Regions from separate parts of the Mus musculus genome. Here region 1 is linked to region 2. The links are chromatin contacts, called in public HiChIP or PLAC-seq maps. All regions are on one chromosome and are shown on one strand. The core of a region is the stretch at or near the end of the contact, and the rest is flanking DNA. Distances in the headings are between cores, read along the strand shown.

Region 1 (4,163 bases), core at 1,212-3,711, 38 kb before region 2:
ATTCTGAAATGATGTCTGGCGCGAGCCCCTCACAGGACTGAGTACATTAGCACTCCTCACAGAGCAGAAGTCATGAGGCAGTTTAGCCATGCAAACCCCCCTCCTCACCAATGATTTCGGAATGAAGACTTTTCCTGTGTGGTATAGCCACCTGTAAGTTGCCCATGTTCCTGTAAATAACTCCAATTAAACTCACTGGTAACCTGTGCAGTGGTGGCTCACGCCTTTAACCCTCAGCATGTGAGAGGCAGAGGCAGGAGGATCTCCATGAGTTTAACACCATCCTGGCCTACATAATGAGTTCCCAAAACAGTGAGGGCTATTATACAGTAAGGTCCTGTCTCAAAACAAAAACAAAAACAAAAACAAAACAAACCAAAACCAAACCCATTGGTTCATCAAATTAAACTTGGGTGGAACCAGTTTTGTTTGCTTGCTTGGGTGTTTGGTTGGTTGGTTTTGTTTGAGATGGGGTCTCTCTACATAGCCCTGGCAGTCCTGAAACTGTGTAAACCAGGCTGATCTCAAACCCATAGAGATTCACCTGCCTCTGCCTCCCAAGTGTTGTTAGGATTAATGATGTGTGCCACTGTGCCTGGCTATGTGGAACCATTTTCTGGTGTGTCATAGATGATCTAAATAGGAGTGAATAGATTTTTGTTTGTCTTCCTTAGGAAAAGCTCACATAACAAAAGGTATTGAATAAAACAACAATCTTACTTTAAATAGTTTAATAGTTTTCACTTAAATAAGGCTCTGGCAAGACTCACCACATCTATAAAGAAAATCTAATAGGCATCTTGGAGAATTCATTATCAGCTCATGAAACCACAAGCTCTACAAGAAATAAGTGCGGGAGGTAGAAAAACAAGGCCAGAAATGGGGGGGGGGGGTTTCACCTTGTTCTGGGGTCTGTGATGTCTGGACTGCCAGGCACCTGCCAACCCAGGACACATCAGTAGTGCTGAGAGATCCACAGGGCGGGAACCAGGGTCTGCAAGGCAGGTGAGGACCCTGGCCCACTGCACACCGGCCCAGCTGGAGTGGCAAGCCTGACTCCTGGAGAGAAGCAGAAACCATGGCTTCTCTATGGTTCTGAACGGTGTTTCTAGTGGGCCTGTCTTATGGAGACATGGTCTAATGTCTATAGACATCTTAGGTTATTGTTGCTGGAGAGATGGGGGTAGGAAGGTGCCCAGAGTAGGTTGGGGGTCAGAGCCACTCCTGAACATCTACCAGCACACAACACATCCTTAACACAAAAGTCTTGTCAGGAAACAACCCTCACTGTGGCCGGTGAGACCTCCCATCAGCAACGTGGCTTCCTTAACAGTGGCAGTCCCACTGAACCTGAGAGAGGGCGGGACTGGCAAGCGGATTTGGAGCCATGACCCTCCTCCTGACACAGGCCTGTGTGTACTCAGGCCTCCCCAGGAAACTGTGGTCTTGCTGTATGCTCATACGTCTGGGGTGGAGATTCCGTTTCACTGACAGGGTTGTTATCCTCAGGCTGCTGACATCAGGTCCTGGGTGACTGGATCGTCAGGGAGTTAGAGGTCCTCATGAGTGGGGACCAGGTCCACCCTCTGCGCCTTCCCGAACACCAGGAAGGTGCCCAGCCCCAGGTTGCTGATGATGGCTACCAGGTGGAACACACAGGTCCAGGAACCAGTGGTCTCGATCAGGTAGCCACTCAGACACACGCCTACCACACCTGGACAAGAGAGGCAGGGACTGACTGATGGTCCGGGGAAGCTGGCCCCCTCACATCAGTGAGCTCAGGGGCAGAGCAGGGCAGACCCAGGGATAAAATATGAACTATGAGCTATGCGCCACAGGAGACTCAGACTCAGGGGGTCTTAGGAGACAGAGTCCTCAGGGGTCACTCCAAATCACATATTGATGGTGTCTCCACTCCATGTCCCACCCAAGGGAAACAAAGAACAAGGTACTCAGTGGAGGGACCAGATGGTACTCTAAACTACAGGACTGTCACATGGAGTCAGTCATGGGAGAACGGCTTGTGAGTCCCCCACCATCAACCAGGTCAAGTGCCACCTCAGCTGGCATATCTGAGATCACCCTGGGCCATCTTGGCCCTTGTGCCCTCCCTTGACTTTGAGACCCCATTCAGCAGCAGGGGGTGAGTGAGATGAGATGACCCCCATCTAGGCTATACGCTAAACTCACTTACTAGTCAACCTAAACCAAAGGACAAGAGAGCCTCTAAGCCAGGCTTGGAGCCAGCCCTTACCTGCTAAGGCCCCTGCAGTGTTGGCTACACCTGTAAACAGGAAAGTGGGAGGAGAGACATCAGGAGGAGACCCATTGTTGCCCCGACAGTGCCCCGCCCCACCCCAGGGATAACCCATTGTCAAAGGCAGGGGATAAAGCAGGGATAAACCAGTGTCTCACCAAACAGGAAGCCAGCACAGGATGGGGCCAGGTCCTGAATGTTGACTGAAATACCACTGTGAGAAACAGGAAGGAAGGCAGGTGAGTGGCCACAGGCCTGGCTATCTCTACTTGGCCTGTAGGGGCTACTGGAGCATAAGAGATGGTTACAAGTCACCAGAAGACACCCAAGCCAGCCCCTGCCCCTATCACCTAGGTGCTGCTGGGCCTGCTGGCACCTTATACTCCCCGTCTTCTTACTGACACAACACTAGAAGCTGCTCCTGAGAATGTGTGCGAGGCCAGAAAGGCACGCAGTAGGGTTTCCCCTTTGTTAACTTGGAAGAGCTTTGAAGTGGGCTCCTAATGCACCCCACAAGATGCTCACTTGAGGTTGCTATTGCTCAAGATGAGAGAAAAGGTGCAGAAAGAAAGGAACGGACCACGGAGGGACATTAAGACCACAGAGAGACATTAAGCCCGGTGCATATGTTCATTCTTCCTCCCGGCACTCCTCCCAGTGTTGGGGGGAGGGGTCTCCTTGTTTTCCTGAATGACCCTTGCTGGGTACCCAGATCTGCTCACTGTGACAGATCATGGGGCGCTTTCCCTGAACGAGAATGTACTAAAAGCTAGCACCCCTGTGGGATGAGCTCATGGCCTCTTACCTGTGGTTGAAGGTCTGGAAGCCAATGGAAGCTGATGCAAAGATCATAGCCTTGAGGAAGCTTGTGGTATGACCCAGACACAGGGCAAAAATGCTTGACAGACCAAGGCCCATGACCTGCAGGACAGGGCTGGTAAGGGGCCAAGGGACCATGCTGGCCCATATGACTCACCCTGACTTGGACCCCCCAGTGTTCTGAGTAAGATCAGATTGGTTCTACCTAAAAGCCCTTCTCGGGCTAGGGCTTCTTTGCCCTGCCTGTTCTGGCACAGAGAAGAGCAGAGAGCATCTTCAGAACTCGGAGAAAGTTCTCAGGTCAGCCAATACTGGCCCCAGAGCATCTTCCAATGGCCACCCACAACAGCCCCTTCCTGGGTCCTATTGCTATAGATTGACCTCTGATCTGAGCTGACTCTGCCAACCCTAGGAGCAGGTACTGGTTCTGGGGCCATGAGACCTGGCTGTAGTTTTCCCAACCCGTATCTTTTATATCAGCCTGGTTCTAGAAATCAGGGGACTAAAGTACACAACCCTCAGGTCTCAGGAGGTCAGAACAAAGAAGGGATGTCCATAGAGGGATGTGGTGGTTTGAATAAGAATAGTCAGGGCTGGAGAGATGGCTTAGTGGTTAAGAGCACTGACTACTCTTTCAAAGGTCCTTTTAAAAAAAAAGTCATTCTTGTGCCAATCTTCATACCTTTAAAAAAAATAAAAACGGCTGGCGAGATGACTCAGTGGCTATGAGCACAGACTGCTCTACTGAAGGTCTTGAGTTCAAATCCCAGCAACCACATAGTGGCTCACAACCAGCCATAATGAGATCTGACACCCTCTTCTGGTGTGTCTTAAGTCAGTTACAGTGTACTTATGTATAATAATAAGTAATTTTTTAAAAGATTTATTTATTACATGTAAGTACACTGTAGCTGTCTTCAGACACACCAGAAGAGGGTATCAGATCTCGTTACAGATGGTTGTGAGCCACCATGTGGTTGCTGGGATTTGAACTCTGAACCTTCGGAAGAGCAATCGGGTGCTCTTACCCACTGAGCCACATCACCAGCCCAATAAATCTTAAAAATAAAAAAATAAAAAGAATAGT
Region 2 (4,273 bases), core at 444-2,943:
TTCTGTTCTTCTGTCGACTCATCAGTTTGTGACACATGTGCACTCTTTATTTTTTATTTTTCCTTTGAGACTTCTCACAGTGTTTCCCTGGCTGTCTTGATTGGTTTTTATTTGTTTTTGTTTTGTTTTGTTTTGTTCTAAGTATTTCACTCTGTAGCCAAAGCTGTCCTGGAACTCAAAATCTTCCTGCCTCAGCATCCTCAGTGCTTGTAATACAGAGGTCACTACACCTGGTTACAAAGTCTGTAAATTGCTGGGGGTTTTTTGGGCTTTTTTCTGTGCTGCCAGTACCTTGTGCTCTCGGTATTGTGATGGTTGGTGTTGGGTCTCAGCTGTGTATGGATGTAGCACTGCCAGATAAAGATCTGCTGCAAATTGGACCCTGCTGTTTTTAAAGTGAAATCGAAGACTGGTGCTTTACTCTATTGCCCTCCGTGCAAAGCAGCTGGTGATTTGTTATCGGATTCTTCAGTGCTGTGCAAGTAAACGCATTTTATCTAAAGTTAGCTGTTACAGATTACTCCATGCCTAGCATGGCCCTAGGGTGGCTCTGGGTTCCATCTCCAGCACTGCACATAATAAAATGAACTGTAAGTTAAATGTTGGGTTTTAGTTTTTTATATTTAAAAATGTTTATTTAATGTGTATGAATGGTCTGCTTTTATGTATGTGTACATGCAGTGGGTGCCTGATGCCTGAGGAGGGCACTGGATCCCCAGAACTGGAGTTGTTTGGCCGCTTGTGGATGCTGGGAACTTATTTCAAGGGCAGAGTTGAGTAATCAGGGTAGGCTCCTCCTTGACTAGAATCTGAAAGGTGGTATTGAAGGATCTCACCAAGGGAAGCAGAAGCAGCCTTCTACTGTACTGAAGGAAGCCCCATGAGCTGTCATGTAATCTTGGGAAATGTTAGAAAGAAAACTACTCAAGACCTGGGCTTCTGAATGGAGCATTGGAGGCCTCTACAATGTGAGAGAGGCCTTACTAGACCGGAGCACATGTTTGTTACAGGAAGCCGAAGTTAGAGTCCAGAAGAATGGCTTCCTAGCGTTGTGTCTGTGTGCTTACATAAATAAGAAGCTGGTTGTATGGGGCAAAGCTGAGCGTCTATCCCGGCATTAACTGCCCTCAGAGCAATGTGGCTAGTGTTCACGTTGCGACCTCTTTCTGGTTTCCTTAAGTAATATGGGGGACAGTGAAGGAATATCACTGTAGTTAGCGCTAGGGGGGGAAATTCTTAAATGCCTTCGTGAGGGGACTGGGGGTGGGGCCCTTGTAGGCACGAATGCCTGGACTTTGGCTCCTGGTCCATTTTTAGGAAGAAATGGACGGGGCAAGGAGTAAAGGATAGTATGAGGGAGTGAGTCCCTGTAGGGCTGGCGCCCCTCCCCGCTCTGCACACGCCCTGCCATAGGCGAGAGCTGCAGGGCTTTGAGGTTTTCCTGGCTCCTTCCCACCGGAATCCGGTGCTGGTTTGTTCCGAAGCACCAGTCCCTGCAGACACAGAGTTTAAGCTTTTGGAATGCTGGGCCGGGTGCTGTTCAAGGATAGCTGGAGGAACCTTTTAGTGGCATTGGCTCCCAGCTTAGCCCCTTAGTTCGGGACGCGGGAATCTGTCAAGCGTGCCCGGCCAACCAGGCTGGCGCTCCGGGGAACCCGGGTGGCGCATGCGTGCAAGAAGGGCGGCACAGCCGCTCTAGCCTCGCCGTAGCTCGGTGGCCGGTCGATTTCTTCCGCTTGCCGCGCGGCCTACCACTCTAGGACGGTAGTCTCGCTGGTCTCTGCTCTATATCCGTGGTAGCTCTGGAAATGGCTGCGGGATCCCGGCGGCCGGGGTAAGTGACTCTGTACTGTGAAGGAGGGCGGAAGCCGTGTGGACCCGAACGGCACTTGGACTCCGGACAAGGTGGAGCGGCGCCATGCCGGCAGCCTAGTTCCAGCGAGCGGCGCCGATGGCGCCGAGAAAATGGCGTCGCGGCCCGCGGGGCCCTTTCCGGCCCCGGGCTGAGGGATCGCGGTGGAGCGCGCGAGGCCGGCCGGCCGGGCGGGCGGTCTGCGTCTGGTTTCTGCCGAAATCACCGGTTGTCTTGTGTAGTCCAAGATGGTCTGGGTCTGGGAGGCTGTGGAGCCCTTGATTCTGAGTCGGAGTTAGGGGCCCAGCCTCCCGAGGCCGCAGGTTCTCGACACTTGCGGTAGGGCATTCGTGGTAGGACGTGACTGGGCCTGGGCGCGAATTTGCGGGTGTACGAGCAGATATCTCATGGGGGACTTCGGGGAAGATCCAGCCTCAGCCCTGTGTAGGGCCTGGGCGTTGTCTGGGCGCTCATTGCCTCTTGCCAGTGTTGGTGGCCAGGTGTGTGTTAATGTAGATTGATCTCAACAGTGACTCTTGAGTAAGAGGCCCTGGGTTTGATTGGGAATGTTGTGTATATTTGATTTTCCACAAAAGGATGCTCCTTGTTACACTTGTCAGGCAAACTCAGTTGTGTAAGGATGACAAACAGCACACAAAAAAGATTGTGTAATTGATGACCCCTGCCAGCACTCATGACCAGCACTTTCCTCCTGCCAATCAGTGCATGTGTAGCATCATAATAGCTTGTTGAGAACGTGTGCTAGGGGACCTGAGGAGAGCTCAGGTAGGTCTTGAAGGCGAGGTGGGATGTCTTCCTGCCTTCTGTCGTTCGCAGAAGTTTTCTACTGTCAGAAAAGCTCTCTGTACCTCTTCTGGTAGGTATTGTCTTAATAGGCTAAAGAGTCTTAATTCAGTCAGTGCTGAGCACCTCAAGTAATGATTTCTCTTCAGCATATGAGTACTGTCTGTGCCAGGCTGTACACTTCTGTCAGCACAGCATGTTTTACCATGTTACACATCTGCCCTTCGATACTAGGTGACTTCGGTTTAACCCAGAAGAGCAAAGATTCATGTTGCACTTAGATCCTTACATAGTGATCCGTGTTGTAGAATCTGTTTCTTATGCTCAAGCCCCAACTAAGAAATTGTTGCTGAGTGGAGTCTCCTTTAAGTCTTAGATGACTGGGTCCTTTATAGAAACCCAGTAGTCTCTGAGGTTTTGTGTTGATTCGGTTACAAAGGTTGTGTGATTTGCAGCCAGTGATAGTGAGCTCTTTGGAAAGAGGAGGTCAAAGCCCAAAGTCTGAGTTGTGCTCATTTGTTCTGAGTGTGCAGGCTCGCCTGTGAGACAGAACATGTTGACAAGGCTTTAGTTTATTTTCTTAGTGGTCATTTTGAGACCTTTATAAGGGAATGTGAGTGGGCAATTTACATAGTTTTAAAGACTAATTCTGGCCGGGCAGTGGTGGCACACGCCTTTAATCCCAGCACTTGGGAGGCAGAGGCAGGTGGATTTCTGAGTTCGAGGCCAGCCTGGTCTACAGAGTGAGTTCCAGGACAGCCAGGGCTACACAGAGAAACCCTGTCTCGAAAGAACAAAACAAAAGAATAATTCCGAAGGTTGGAAAGATGGCTCAGCTGTTAGGTGTCCCTGTTTCTCTTCTATAGAACCAGAGCTTGGTTCAAGTGTCACCTGAGGGCTGACAACCATGTCTAACTCCAGCTTTGGGAAATCCCATGCCTACTGGCAACTATGGGCACCTTGCACACAGGTGGCAGACACATTTAAAAATGATTAATTCTATGCTTGTGTTTATACAGTTTATTCCTAGGTGTTGTCTGACTGTTAGGGATAGAAAGTACAGTTTATTGGAACAGGAGCAGGAATTAGGAGCTATATCCAGACGGCCTTCCCCTGAGAAGCTTGGTAGGCACTGTCAGGATTTGTTAAATTGTAATTTAAAAGCATATGTTTGGGTCTGAAGTAGCCTTCTTGTTGCTTGTTTAAATTTGTGTTAATGTCTAGGAAGTACTGGGTGTTGCTGCTCTGACTGGCTTGAAAATAGAGTTCAGCTGAGCTGCAATAGACAATACAGGAAGCCCTGCTAGAATTCAGTGTTGGACTTCATTATCCTACCCTCCCCCATCCACCAAAGGACGGGGGGGGGGGGGGGGGGGACACGGACCCATGTATTGTCTCCTACGAATCTTAGAGAAGGAAAGGAAGGCTCCAGTTGAAACACAGCTCCTTACTTGAGTTTCAGGAGCCTCTTGGGCTTTGGCCTGAACTTAGGTAGCAAGCTTTACAGCCTCCTCAGAGTAATGGCTGAACCTGAGTTAGGAGGGAAGGGATGGGATGGGATCCAATTGGGTCTACTTAGGGCCCTTGTGAATCTTAGCTAGATAGAAAGGGTGCTTT

Evidence for each region. HiChIP or PLAC-seq counts read pairs in DNA pulled down with a chosen protein or histone mark.
Region 1: a contact with region 2 is called in an H3K27ac HiChIP or PLAC-seq map of embryonic stem cells, with 14 read pairs. The contact joins the enhancer-like site here to the promoter of Dido1 in region 2. A contact is called at or near these places in 2 of 39 promoter capture datasets (the C10 cell line and macrophages), 4 of 15 datasets of contacts at CTCF or cohesin (embryonic stem cells, large pre-B cells and pro-B cells), 25 of 484 Hi-C or Micro-C datasets (CD4 T cells, CD8 T cells, Th2 cells and 8 more), 23 of 115 datasets of contacts at active chromatin or transcription factors (the 230-238 cell line, CD8 T cells, the HPC-7 cell line and 11 more) and 3 of 9 other capture datasets (adipose tissue, liver and pancreatic islet).

What each region holds. Positions count from the first base shown.
Region 1 is chr2:180,738,834-180,742,996 of GRCm38.p6, reverse strand. Slc17a9 (solute carrier family 17, member 9) reads right to left here. Exons shown (of 13, transcript NM_183161.3): 10 at 3,063-3,178; 11 at 2,416-2,471; 12 at 2,255-2,284; 13 at 719-1,714. The coding sequence ends at 1,551. Among named protein-coding and RNA genes, the nearest start is that of Gm30455, 14 kb to the right of the region's middle. Within about 2 kb of position 2,461, at least 30 of the 459 cell types and tissues checked have an H3K27ac peak or open chromatin away from gene starts, as enhancers often do. A contact at or near this core is called in CD8 T cells, the HPC-7 cell line, Th2 cells and 5 more, where this site is marked.
Region 2 is chr2:180,699,522-180,703,794 of GRCm38.p6, reverse strand. Dido1 (death inducer-obliterator 1) reads left to right here and starts at 1,693. Exons shown (of 16, transcript NM_175551.4): 1 at 1,693-1,834.